Linked DNA regions of Mus musculus: region 1 is linked to region 2. A link is a contact called in public HiChIP or PLAC-seq data. All regions are on one chromosome and are shown on one strand. The core of a region is the stretch at or near the end of the contact, and the rest is flanking DNA. Distances in the headings are between cores, read along the strand shown.

Evidence for each region. HiChIP or PLAC-seq counts read pairs in DNA pulled down with a chosen protein or histone mark.
Region 1: an H3K27ac HiChIP or PLAC-seq map of microglia shows a contact between it and region 2, with 3 times the contacts expected there. The contact joins two enhancer-like sites. A contact is called at or near these places in 3 of 39 promoter capture datasets (the C10 cell line, macrophages and neutrophils), 1 of 484 Hi-C or Micro-C datasets (the HL-1 cell line), 2 of 115 datasets of contacts at active chromatin or transcription factors (bone marrow-derived macrophages and microglia) and 2 of 9 other capture datasets (adipose tissue and liver).

Annotation. Positions count from the first base shown.
Region 1 is chr2:167,646,865-167,654,047 of GRCm38.p6, reverse strand. It overlaps Tmem189 (transmembrane protein 189), which reads left to right. Exons shown (of 6, transcript NM_145538.2): 3 at 6,989-7,080. Among named protein-coding and RNA genes, the nearest start is that of Tmem189, 11 kb to the left of the region's middle. Within about 2 kb of position 4,642, at least 85 of the 459 cell types and tissues checked have an H3K27ac peak or open chromatin away from gene starts, as enhancers often do. A contact at or near this core is called in the HL-1 cell line, bone marrow-derived macrophages and microglia, where this site is marked.
Region 2 is chr2:167,797,223-167,804,053 of GRCm38.p6, reverse strand. No RefSeq gene overlaps it. Among named protein-coding and RNA genes, the nearest start is that of Gm32513, 11 kb to the right of the region's middle. Within about 2 kb of position 3,268, at least 138 of the 459 cell types and tissues checked have an H3K27ac peak or open chromatin away from gene starts, as enhancers often do. A contact at or near this core is called in the HL-1 cell line, bone marrow-derived macrophages and microglia, where this site is marked.

The sequences.
Region 1 (7,183 bases), core at 3,393-5,892, 150 kb after region 2:
CCCTGCCACACACACTGTCGCTGGAGCCCACTGAGTCTCCAACAACTCAGAAGTCAGATTTTTTTCCCCTGTTCCATCCACTGCTGTATCTCTAGCCTTGGGCATGAGCCCTGATACATGGCAGGTGCTAGGAATTCAGTGAGTTGGATGGTATATATGGAGTGGGGGGGGTCCTGTGTGCTAGGAAGTCCTGGTGTTCCCCTGGGCCAGGCTGAGACTCATCTTGATGAGGAACTAGGGGCTGAGAGAAGGGACCTGCAGGACACTTTAACCTGAAGCACATGTGGTCGGAATGTCTGGCTGCAACCCGAGCTCCAGATGGCTCAGTTTCCCTCCTTTCCAGCCAATTGTCCTCTGGCTCAGGTGCCCCAGGGCTGGCCAAGGGGTTGTGGTACCCTTGGTCCTACCTGACCCTTCCTGTGGCTTTGCTTCTCAATCCCGTTAAAAGCATCCTGTCTGCCTAAGCCAATAGTGTACAGCCCTGCTAATCAAGCTGTCTCACAATCCAGGGGAGAGTTTAGCCCGCTTTGTGATGGAGAGCCCAGGCCTCATCTGCAGGGGTCCCATAACCCCCAACCCCACCCCCGACCCCTCGTAGGAGCACCTAGCCCAGAATTGGGAGGCTCCTGCAGCCTTGGCTGGGCTGGCTGCAGCACATGTCCTGAACACTGAGGCAGTGTGGTTTCCTGGAGCTGTCGGAAAACCGGGAGGATCCAGCCGCACTGAGAGGGCTGGAGATTGGGATGAAGAGGGAAGGTGACCTGGCCTGCAAGACCACTGGCCAAGGCTACCTTAGCCCCTGCCCATGCTGACAGTGGATATTCTATAAGGATCTGCTGGGTCATGCCCTGAGTTGGCTATTTCCCTGGCAACAATATTGTCCAGCATTGTTCTCTTCCCACCGGCCCTGGGCTCTCTAGGCACATCCTCCCTGGCCAAGGGTGGGGAGACACCCTGTAGTAGGTCCAGCTGGGTGCCATACTGGCTGGTCACCTCCTTCCCACGCTGCCTGAGACCTGTGTTTCTGCAGCTCCCAGCCCCATCCTAGAAGCCAAGGTGGCCTGCTCTCCCAGGCACCCAGCTTCTGGGCTGATAAGGGCAGGTAATCCCCTGATAGCAGTGTTTACACAACCCTCAATTGATTTAAATAGCCGCCCTGATTTGTCTGTTAACACGCAGGTAGCCGCCAAGGGCACTGTGCCAGCTTGTTTCTATCTCTTCAACAGTTCCCGATGCCCAGGTAGCCCCGGAAACCAGAGCTTAAACTGAAAGGATTCTAGTCTGTAAAAGCCGGGCTTGTGTGACACAATGCCTGAGAGCTGATCAAGATAAAACTGTGGTTGTTAACAGCCTGGAGGGGAGGAGATGCCAGAGGAGGCTTATCTGAGGCAGGAGGACAGGTGCAAAGGCACTGAGGCTGCCGTGAGCCGTGCATCAAAGAGGCCTGGTGACCTTTCACTGAAGTGGATGGGCGAGAGGGACAGGACCTTGGGGGTCATGGTCTGGACAGTGGGATTATCTTGAGTGTTGTAGGGAGTCACTGGTGAATTTCTCATGGGAGATGCTGGGTGCTGGTTTTCTGGTGCTAGGACTGAGGGAGCAGGTGGTGATGGGTTTTTGGAACTCAGAGGAGCTCGGCAGTTGAGCTGCATGAACAGTCAGGCTGCTGTGGGGGTGAGCGGTGGGTGAGGTGAGGGGTTGAGTCCGTATTCGGCCCAAGAGCTGGTGGCAGAGGAGAAACAGAAGTAGCCAGGGGAAGACCTCAGCTGGACAGCAGGAATGAGCACAAGGTACAGCCCAGGGAGTGGAGAAAGCTGAGAGGGCCGCTGCCTCAGAGAGGGCACCACCCGAGTCGGCAGCGCAGCAGGCAGCCTGATGGTGCAGCAAAGGGACCTGGCCCTGAAGGTCACTGATGGCCGTGACAAAGACAGCGTGTGGTGACAAACTGATCATTCTCTTGGGGAGGGGATGCTGTGGGTCCTTGAAGGGGCAGCTTGGAGACTGAGGAGGGCAGGGATCAGCACCGAGTCCCAGAGGCCACACTGCCTGAGGCGTCTGGATTAACCGAGCCTGACCGATGTGCTTGCTCAGGGTCTGTCTACCTAGTCTGCCGGCCTCTCAGCTCCACGCAGCCTTCACAATGCTGCTGTCACTGGATAGAGCAGCATCCTTGTGCCCTTCCCAGTGCCTGTGGGGAAGGATGGTGACCATGCCAAAGCTGCTCCCAGGGTGACCCAGCCACCAGCCACCACCAGGGCTGGAACAAAGAGACGTCTGTATCTGTACCCTGCCCCCATTAAAGGAGCCTCATGGGCAACTGAGTGCCCTAGAAAACAGCTACCAGGCTGCAGGAATCGAGAGCCTTTTCCTCAGGTGGTGGGAGAAGACACTCTTGTTCGGGTTATTCCTGACACCAGCGCCAAGCATGCCTCTGTGAATACCAGGTGCCAGCCATCCTACAGATGGCAAGACTGAGGCTCGCAGAGGGATGCCGGGCTCAGGCTACAGGCAGCTGCCACTGGGGAGCTTGTACCAGAGCCCAGAGCGCTGGCTGCACCCTTGTGCTTCTTTCGCTAGTTTCTGCTAGTTAAGGGACAGGCATCCTGCATGACTCTCATTTCCCAGACCTGGACATGAGGCTGAGTGTGGTCCTCTCGACTCCACCTGCACAGGTGACCTTGGACAGTCCTTTGCTGCCAGCCTGAGCAGGTCTGAGATCTCTGAGCAGGGCAGGTGTGATGGGGCTGTCACTGGACATGAAGGGAGATTGCACCGTTCGTGTAGATGGTTCTCTATGATGACCCCGATCTCCTGATCTTCACCTTCAGAGTGCTGGGTTTACTCGGCAGCTGTTTCTGCAGGGTTGGAATCAAACCCAGGGAACCCAGGGCTTTGTGTGTGAGATATAATTCTCTTCTGGCAGTTGCTTTTAGGCCATTTCCGGATAAGGAATGGTGGAAAGAAGCAGGCATTGAAGCTCTGTGCTTGTGCCAGTTAGCACCCAGGGGGGCTGCTCTATGCTATGCTCTGCCATCGATCACTTGCCTTTAGTCTCATAGCCAGTGTCCCCTTCCTATCCCAGAGTCCCATCTAGGCTAGCACAATCTGGTTACTTGTCATGGCCCTATTTGAGGATCATTGGTCTGTGGCAGTTTCTCAGCCACAGCCCAGGCTGCCTTCAAGTTCTCTCTGTAGCCCAGACTCCCGATGCTCAGCCTCCTGAGTGCTGGGGGCAGAACTCAGGCCCATACACATACTGGGAAGGCGGTCTCCCTCTGACGCCTCACTTGCAATCTTGGCTGACTTGGGAACACTGGTTAGAATTATTAGGATGCCTCAGAGTCTAGAGTGGTGATGCTCTCCTGGCCTGATTGGTATCAGCAGAACAGCTCAGTGTAGCTCGCCACTGTGAGGTCACTTTGCCCTGGACCAGGAGCACCTTCTGGGTTTTTTCCCATGTTACCACGCACCCCTCCCGGCCTCTTTTGAGACAGCCTCAGCCCAAACTTAAGTCAGTAGTGAGGCCCATACAGCGCACTTTCCTGACGCCCTTGGCAGTGCTGGGTACTGGAAAGAGGCTCCCAAAGGCCACCCTGGCTTGACTTGGTAATGCTGTTCTACTGTGTTCTGATCACAGAGGATTAACTGCCCAGGACAGTTAAGGGGAAGGAGCTTAACCACACTAACCTTGGTCCACAAGGACTAACAGAGTCGATGCACTCAAGTCCAGTGTGCTCTGGTTTAAAAGAAAAAGTGTCAACCAAAAAAAGAAGGAAGGAAGGAAGGAAGGAAAAAAAAAAGGGAAAAGAAACCTCTATGGTGTCAAACAGAAGTCAGGCATAGTGGTAAGTGTCTTTAATCTCAGAACTCGGGAGGCAGAGTTTTGAGTTTGAAGCCAGCTTGGTCTACTTAGCAATTTCCAGGCTAGCCAAGGTTACATGATGAAACCCTGCCAATAAAGTAAGTAAGTGTTGGGACTGGGTGGGTAGCTCAGCGGATAAAGCGCTCACTCTACAAGGGTGAGTATTAGAGTTCGCATCCCGTATAGAAAAAATCCAAGTGTGTATAGCAGCCTACCTATAATCCCAGCCGTTAGGTGGAGATGGGATCCCCAGGGCAAGCTGGCTTGCTAGACTAGCCAAAGCTGCAAGCTCTGTGTTCAGCCAGAGGGCAGCAAGTAGAGAGCCTAGAAGAACCTTAGTGCCACCGTCTGTTAGGGTATGTTTGCACACCTGTCACCCTTGTACTTGACAGGCTGAGACCGGAGGATCAGAAAAGTTCAAGGCCAACCAGGGCTGCATGAGTCTCTGTCTCAAAAAAACACAATGTCTCTGCTGTCCTCAGACCAGGGGATGGGGGAATCTGTGAGCACATGGGCTTCTCCATGAACGAGCAATGCACCCAGGGCTCCGTAAAGGTCCAGTGGGGGCTGCGTGCATTGTACCAGATGATGGCACAGTAGTCACCAGCAAAAAGGGAAATGGCCAATGCATGTGACACATGAGTGACTCCAGATGTGCTAGCCCAGTGAAGCAAGCCAAACCCAAAATACTTGCAAACAAGGTATTACAACAATACCATCGCATCATCCCTCACCCCCTGTGCTGACTGACACGTTGCCTGTGGTCACCCTGTGATGTTGGCAGGGTTGAGTCATAACAACAGAGACTATGTGGCCACAGAGCTGGCTGCCTCCGTGTCTAGCTTTGTTATAGAAGGTTTGCTGGCCCCTTAAGCTCCACATGAAGAGGAAGCCGCGTGGTGACCTTGGCTGGTCAGAGAGGTACAGCCTTGAGCCACATAAGCCTGCACACCAGGGTGTGCAGGTTAGGTACAGTTCTAATCAAACTCCAGCCATACCTGGGGAAGGAAGAGATCATCTCATCCACGGCCTGGGCCGGACATTCAGGACAAGAAGCCTGGACTTGGAGCCCCTGCCGTGCTCTACCACAGGACCAGTATTCCCCATAACTGTCAGGATGGCGGTGTTTAAATCTGTCATTGGTCAGTGATACTGGGACAGGCCTCTGGAAGGATGCTGAGCCCAAATTTGGCAAGAGGCAGAGCAGTGTAGTTAGCTAGAGACAGGTTCCCCAACCCTTGCTTGCTTAGAGGCAGTATGTCTACACCATTCATAGTAGACAGTGGGTCCTGCAGTAATGCCCCAGACCTGCTGGGGTGCCCGGTAGCAGCAAGTCCTCTTCGGGGCACGTTGTCTTCACTGAGCAACAGGACTGCCCGGTGCTAGGCAGTGGAGCCCTTCTATCATCTTCCACCGCTTCTCTGGCCCCACTGCCTATGCTTGGATGGGTGAATAGAGAGATGAGCAGGTAGGTGGGTGGAGGGATGAATGGATAGTGCATAGACACATTAGGTAGGAGGTGGATGGATGCATGGGTAGGTAAATTTGTGGATAAGTAGCCAGGTGGCTGGACAGGTACCACTGGCTTCTAAAAACCTACCCTTAGCAGCTGCCTTTAAACAGATTGGACACTGGGATTCCATTCCCAAGGTAGCCTGCATCCTTCCTCCTGTCACCTGGGTTACAGTCTCACTCTCTTGGGAGGTGTCCAGAGGTTCTCACCCACAGGCCTCATGGCACCCCCAAGGCCTTGGTCCCCCGTCAATGAGAGTCCAAAAGCACCATTGCAACTCAGAACCTGGGCCAGGCAACCAGTTTACAGTCAGAAACTGAGGGATGGAGGACACTGGCACAGGCCTGTACAGCTCCTCATTCCCAGCTACCCTAATGGGTCAGCTCTGAGGGCCTACTGTGTGCCAGTTGCTACCCCACGCAGCATTGAGCCCATTGATGTCGCAAAACCAAGGTCCAGTCCTAAACCAGAGCCCACGGTGCCCCAGGTAACTCAGGTCTTAGGAAGGGCACGGAGCCAGGACCCTAAGCCTCGGAGGAAAGCAAGTTGTTGAACTGCATCCTGGAGAGGAAGAATGTTCCGGGCAGAGAGGAACAGTGAGGGCAGAGGCTCAAAGGACAAGAAGGTGCAGGGGGTGAAGGAAGGGCAGGGACACTGCTAGGCTCTCTGCCTCAGTTTCCCCATGTGTACGTGGCTCCTCCTATTCCTGATTTGAATCTCAAGGCCTTAGGAGCCAGCTATGCCACTGCCATGTGTTTGACTTGGGCTCCATCCCTCTGTCCCATTCTGTGGGTCACCTCTGTCGAGTAAGCTAAATGCTACTAACAGGTAAGAAAGTGACAGAGAGGCCACAGACAGAGAGCGTGTCCTGCTGAGACTTGATAAACAGTCACCACTGCGATCTTTTACATCTTCACCACTCCTGTTCCACAAGAGAAAGTGGGACACAGAGATGTTAAGTAACACACACGATCTCACACAGCTCATGGGGAGGGGAGGGCTACCCCAAGCTAGTTCTGAGCAGGTTGAAAGTAAACAAAGAGCCCGGCTGTGGTGGCGCACACCTTTAATCCCAGCCTTGGGAGGCAGAGGCAGGCGGATTTCTGGGTTCGAGGCCAGCCTGGTCTACAAAGTAAGTTCCAGGACAGCCAGGGCTATACAGAGAAACCCTGTCTTGAAAAACAAAACAAAACAAAACAAAACAAAAAAACTAAACAAAGGGAAAGCTCAAAACTGAGTCCATGATACAAGCCAGGTGGGATAGGTGGGATGGAGACAAAATTGCAAGTAAGGAATTGCTTATGTTTGCTGTAGCCCAGGCTAGCCTCTAACTCTGGATCCTCCCACCTCAGCCTCCCAGGTGCTGGGATTCTAGGCAGCTCAGCTGAGGCCTAGGAAGGCAGTGATGCCCCCACCTCAGGGAGTGAGTCTGCTCTGTGCAGACCAGAACCAGGGATGTTGCGTGAGACTCTGTGCACTGGGCAGGGGCCCGGATGCTCCGATCTCATAATGAATAAACAGTCAAGATTGTGGAGCGGGGAATGGTCCCCAACAGGAGGGGCGAGGACGTCTCTGAGTGCCCCTGCCCTGGCTTACATTCTTGTTGCCCACAGTTGCAGGGGCTCTCGTCGCTGACTTCCTGTCCGGCCTGGTACATTGGGGTGCTGATACATGGGGTTCTGTGGACCTGCCCATTGTCGGGAAGGTGCGTATGCCGGGCTGTGTGACTGTCCCGGGGTCAGTCCCCTAAGACTGGACTGAGGATCCCCGAGGTTGGTAACAGCACAGGAGGGTGGGTCGGAGAGCCT
Region 2 (6,831 bases), core at 2,019-4,518:
GTCAGCCAGCCTATCTGAGGGGAGGGATGGGAAGGGATAGTGGCCCTGTTTCAGTCTCTACCTCCCAAGTGCTCAGATTAAAGGCAGCCAGCATTCTTGCTGAGTGTGAGTTCTGGGTACCTGAACTCCAGTCCACTGAACTGTCTCCTCAACCCCTCAAGGCCAGCTTTGATTTTTCCTGAGACAGAGTTTCTCTATGTAGCCCTGGCTGTCCTAAACTTGCTTTGTTGACCAGACTGGCCTTGAACTCACAGAGACTCACCTATCCCTGACTCCCAAGTGCTGGGATTAAAGGCGTTTGCCACCACACCCATCGAGGCTAGCTTTAACCAGAGGACCCAGGCATGGCCCCAAGCAGAGACTGACTGAGCATATCACTAAGACAAGGCCAAATATCACCAAGTCAAAGCCTTGGTCAAGCAGGGACAGTGGACTCATTGTTCATGGCGGTCGTGAGAATAAGAACTGCAAGGGTTCATCCTCTTCTTTGTCTCCATGGCCCCAGAGAGGACAGGCCATGGGTGAGACTTCCTGAGAGCAGAAGCCCCCGAGGAGTCTCCTGCAGGACGCACACCAGAGCCCAGAGTGGCGGCAAAGGCTGGGAAGTGGACCCACTCAGTAGCCTGGCCCTGGAAGAAGATCTCAGGGAGCCCCCAGAGCTTGATTCATTGGAGACTCTTCAAGGGCATCCTGAGGCCAGGCCTCCATAGTCACTGGCTGAACTACAGACCCATTCCCTGAAGAGTTTCTGGAAGTGAGTGCTTACTGTGCATGTTTCAGTTGCAACCCCACCACAAATGGGGAAACTGAGGCCTGAGGAGAAGACAGGCAGGATACAATGTGACCCCATCACACACCCCCCTCAGCACCCCTGAGGTTTCTGAGAAGCCTCTGTGTCCCAAGGGCACAGCGATTCTCAACAGGTCCTAGGCAGAGAGGGTCTCACAGTGTCCTTATGAAATACACCCACTTCCAGGATTATCACAGACTTAAGTGCCCTTCCCCTGGCCTGACCATGACATTGGACAAACCCACAGTACATCACCCCACCAGGACCCCTACAGTAACATCATGGAGACCCAAAACATTCAGTTCCACAGAGTGCCCCCCTGCTCTTCCCTAACCAAACCCACTTCCCACCCCAACCCTGACCCTGACCCTGGCAACCACTAATCTGTTCTCCATTTCTATAATTGTGTGGTTTCTAGAATGTTCTATAAATGGCATCACACAGTGTATAACCTCTGGTTTGGGATTGTTTGGCTCAGCATAATTCTGAGGGCTGGTGTTTGCTGTGAGCCTCGAGGGCGCTTTCCTCACACACCAAGTGGTGCTCTGTCAGCGGGCTCACGGTCATGTCACCCGCGGCCACAGGACAAGGAGCTGCCTTTGCTGATCTCAAGGCAGGGATTCCAACTGTGTCCAGAGTGCCTGTGCCACGCCCCTAGGCTACTTTTTAACCATCATTTTGAACACCACACTAACTGCCACTCCAGGACCTCGAGTCTCTAGTCCTTCCCTGAGTTTGGGGTCCTCGTCTTTTGTAAGCACTTAGTAGAATATGCGGCCCATGATATCTGACTAACATCACAGAATCTCTGGCATGAAGGATGGTGATCCCTTCCCCCCTACTCTCTCCCTTGTGCTCAGTTCACTTCCTGTTTGGATGGTTGTTTGCAACAGGGTCTCACTGGATACCCACGATGGCCTAGAACTCACGATCTTCCTGCCTCAATCTGCAGAGAGCTAAGATGACAGGCCCATGCCACATTGTCAGCATTCTGTTTCTTTGGTCCCATGTAGACCAGGCTGGCCTCAAACTCACTGGACTCTTCCTTCAGCAGGTACTTCAGAGTGTTGGGATTACAGACATGCAGCGCCACGCCCAGCTGGCTTTACCTTTTTAACTGATGAGTTTGTGTGTAAGGCTAGCACCGTACTGTGGAGCCTCATAGCCTAGGCTCTGCTGTGTCATCTTTGTAATGGGGCCGTTAAAGAACATAATCGTTGACTCTCCATGAGGCCACTGATAAATTTGCCTGTGTGTTTGTGTGTGTATGTGTGTGTGTGTGTGTGTGTGTGTGTGTGTGTGTGATGGTGGATGTGTGTGAATGTGTGTGTGTGCATAGGTATGTAGTATGTGTGTGTGTGCGCGTGTGTGGTGGTATGTGTATGTGTGTGGTGTGTATGTATGTGTGTACACTGTGTTGTGTTGCACATGCACTGAGAGTGCATGTGTGACGGTATGTGTGTGGTGTGTATGTGTGTATACTGTGTGTTGTGTTACATATACACACGCAGACACAGCGGACGATGTCATTTATCTGTCTCCATTATCTGTGTTTTGAGGCAGGGTCTCTCACTGCACAGAAGTAGTTTCAGCCAGGCCAGCTGACCAGCAGCTCTAGGGATCTGCTTATCTCCCACCCACAGTGCAGTGGCTTCGAGCATGCTCAGACATGGTCAGCTCTTATCTGGGTGCTAGGGATCCGAGCTCAGGTCTTCCCCTAATTCCCTTGTTCTCACATCATGCAGCTTCTCGCTCAGCCTTCTTGAGGCTGGGCCACTCCTTATCTTCTTACTATGCTTTTTCGAGTCAATGGTTCTTTCGACCGTGTGTGTTTGAGAGGCCCAACTGGCCAGTCCTCCTCTGGCTCTCGACACCTTATCTTTTGGGGGCAGGGTTTCTATGGCCTGAAGTGATCTGATTCAGTTAGAGTGTCTGGTCTGGGAGTCCTAGGGATTCTCCCATCTCCACCCCTACCCCCAGGCACTGGGCTCCTGGTTATTCCCCATCACACCAGGCTAGTTGTACGGGTACTGTGGATCTGAGTTTGGGTGCTCGCACTAACACAGTGAACACTACCCACTGAGCCATCTCGCCTACCCCTCAGTGCTTCGTGTGGAGTGAGGTTTGGGTCCGCACACTGTTTCTGCAGGGGCATGCTTGATGGCCGCACACTGTGTTCAGAAGGTCTCCGCCTCCCCCCGCCCCCCTTCTTCTACTGACAGGCCTTCTCGGCTTAGTCATGGGGACTCATCCACAGTCTGCTCCAAGCTCTCTGTGCTCTGCTCATCTGAACGTCTGTCTGTCCTTGTATCTGTCTGTCCATCCTCTGCCCACACTAGACCCCCTCACAGGTACAGGGCAGACCTTACAGGAGCTTTCTCCGTGGAAGGAAGTCACATGCTTTAGTTCACATGTTTTAGTTCACTGATAAACAAGGGATGAAATTCCTTTCCTCTGTGTAATTCCTTTGAAAAGAGAACACTGAGAACACTGAGGCCTAGCAGGGAAAGATGCCTGCCATTCAGCCTGACAGCCTACTGGGTGTGAGGGGACAACTGACTCCTGAAACTGTCCTCTGACTCCCACACATGAACTGCTGCAAGCAAAGCCTCCCCCCTCTCCCTTTCCCCCTCCCCCTCTCCCCCTTCCTCCATCTTCCTCCCCCTCCCTATCCCTCCTCCGCCACCCCCCCCCCCCCAAAACACACAAATACATAAAAATGCAACTAAAGAAAAAGAGTGTCACATCTCTGTGAGTTCCAGGCAAGTCACATTTCAGAGAGAGACAGAAACAGAGAGAGAAGAAAGGAGAGGGAGGGGAGAGAGGGGAGGGGGGAGGGGGGAGGGAGGGAGGGAGGGAGGGAGGGAGGGAGAGAGGGAGAGAGAGAGAGAGAGGGAGAGAGAGAGAGAGAGAGAGAGAGAGAGAGAGAGAATACCAGAGGACAGAGGTTGCTATAGGTTAGTAACTGTCTAGTCAGGGACTACATTTCCCAACTTGCTTTGCACCTAGAACCATGTGATCATCTCTGGCCTATGGTCTCTAAGGGAAGTGACTTTCTTGGCTCTCTACCAGGCCTTCCTTGGTGCTCCACCCCTTAATTTTTCCCTGTCTGCTAATAAATGGATGTTGATCCCAGGTGACCTTGGGATGACCTGTGGAAGATGGCTGAGTGTCCATTTCTCTTCCTCCCTAGGACCATCCAAATCTAAAATTACAATGCACCAGAGACCCACTTTCAAGTTTGAAATTAAGAGAATGTCCCTCCTAGCTGGGCAGTGGGGGTCCGTGCCTCTAATCCCAGCATTCAGGAGGCAGAGGCAGGCGGATCTCTGTGAGTTCTAGGCCAGCCTAGTTTACATAGTTCCAGGATAGTCAAAGCTACATGCTGAGACACTGTCTCCAACCGAACAAGAGAAAAATATCCCTGCTAGCAGACTCAAAAGCTTTCACTTCCGCACCACACATATGGAACAGCCCAGAGAGGAAATGTGTTTGCCCAGGGTCGCACAGCAGTTCCACTGACTGAGGCAACTGATCTCCAAGAGCCTTTGAGTTCTTGTCTTTAAGGTCAGGCAAGTCAGAGCCTGCTGGTCCATACTCCAGGGTAGACAATTACAGAAGAAAATCATAATTAATAATTCAGTGTGAGGCGACTCAGAGCTTCCGGGCCTGGGCGGCGCCAGATGGAGGGAGAAGTAATTTTAAGACTTCCACCTTCCTGGGACGTGAGGGGCAATTTAAACTAAGCGCCAATAAACACACCTGAGACAGCCGTGACCTTTGCTACAAAGTGCTCCTTCGCCTCCAAAAGCCACTCTGTCTTATGATGTGGAATCTATTTGTGAATTGAGGTTTCAAAAAAAAAAAAAAAAAAAGACCAGGAGGGATTTATAGGAAACAACATGGCAGGGTGACAGACTGAATGGGTCAAAGGGCGGCAGAGGCGGGCAGCACTGGGGAGGAGGAGGAGGGAAGGCAGCCAAGGGTTCTGGGCCAGGCATGTTCACCCAGACACAAGCCTACTCTACCCCTATAGTGTTGGGAAGTCCCATGCATGGGCTTCACCAACAGTGCCTCAGGTTCCCGGGTCCTCCTGTTTAATCTGAGAGCACGGTTTCAGGGTAGAGGAGCTATGGAGACCAAGGTACCCAGCCTGGGCCCCAGATAAGCACTGAGGTGGCCATGGGGCGGCGGCTGGGCCTTGGCTTCTCATAGGTTCCCAGTGCCTACAGCAGGCAGTGAGTGAGTATAAGGCACCACAAGGATGTTAGGCCCTTAAGCCGCACCTTGACACCCCTCCGTTTCCCCTGTCTCTCTCTCCCTCGGGCCTGCGTGTCCCTTTCTGTCATTCTAACCTATGCATTGCCATGTCTCTTGCCTGCCCCTCCCCCTGCAGGCGACAGGGCTCCCGTCCCTCCTCCTTGGTGGACATAGTGACCAAGTCTTCCCAGTATGCATTGTGGCTGGCCCGACTTTCAATAACTTCCTAATATCAGGAACGCTTAGCCAGGACTTCACGGCCTCAGAACCTTCTAATCACCATCCAGTCCTCCTAAGGACAAGCTGGACCCAAGTGTCCCTCGGGGAAACTCAGCAGAAAGGGGTGATAGTAGTGGGCAGAAATGTCACTTGGTCCCTTTGCCTGGACATGTCCTGGAGGCCAGGCCTTGGAGACACAGAATCCATAAGCATTAGTTCAGAGCCAGCACTGACTCTCACGTCTTCTGTTCCTGACCTGAGATGTCACTCCTGTACTTGCTTACGTGTCCACTCCGGGGGCATAAACAGCCTTGCTGTCCGTGGAGACGGAGGCAAACATTCCAAGTTCCTGTGAGTCGCAGGTGGTAGGAGCTGACTGGCTAGCTCAGAACTGTCTGGAAGGCTTTCCTGGGAGGGGGAATGCATGCCGGGTTCTGAAGGCTGAGTAGGAGTTTGCAGGCATGTAGTGGCTGCTGCCAGACACCCCACCCAGTTCCCCTGTTCTCTGCTCCTGCTCCTTACAGATGGGGAACATCTGTGTCCAAACACATAGCCAGCTGGAGCCACTGACTTCCCCTGATTTCCAGAAGGTTAGAACAGCCCTTCAATGCTGACCTATCCCGAGTTCCCCAAATGGGAACATTTTCAGTTTGCTTCCCTTCTGAAGTTGGTCCCACCCTGTTCTGGGGGCCTTCCAGGGTCACCTGAATTCCCGGAGAACTCAGAGCAGCCCGGGGTTCTCTATGGAGCTGCCAGTACGCGGTATGAGGGCTTTGGGGCCTCTGCACTAGCTGAGCTGGTGCCTGGGGGGCTCTTTTGGGAGAGCTCCTCTCCTTTGGGCCTCAGCTCAAACGTCACCTTAGAGAGCTTTCTCTGGCCACCTAGTGAAGCAGCACCTAAGTCCCAGTTCATCCCTGAGTCTTCACATTCCTCTGGGTCTCCTAGGAAGGTCAGTCTGTCTGTCTGCCTGTCTGCACCAGGATCTCAGTCCCAGGAGGCCGGAGCCTGCCTCCTCGCTCCCGCCCCTAATCCCATGTGGGCACCACAGATGCTCAGCGGATTTTCAGTAGGTAAATGACGGAGACCTCAGGACTCCTCTACTTTTCTCTGAAACATTTCTCCACCCAAAACTCACTTATACTGTACATTTTCATATTTTTTTAAAAATCTCTTTTTTTTTTTTTCTGAGACTAGAGGCATGGCTCAGCAGTTAAGAGAACAGCATATCATCACCTTTTTAAAGGACTTGAGTTCAGTTCCCAGGACTGACTGTAACTCCAGCTCCAGGGGTGCCAGGGGTCTCTTCTGGGCTCTGAGTAAACCTGCACTCATGTGCACAAGTTCACAAACACACACACTTAATGATAAAATAAATCTTTGGGTGGGGGCAGGGGGAGGTGGTTTGAGAAGGGCTTTGCTGTGTAGCCCTGGGTAGCCTAGAACTCACTATGAACACCAGACTGGCTTTAAACTCTTAGTGATAGCTTGCCTGAACCTCTCTGACGCTGAGATTAAAGGATAGTGCCTAAAGTAAGTATTTTTTAAATCACTTTTAATGTTAA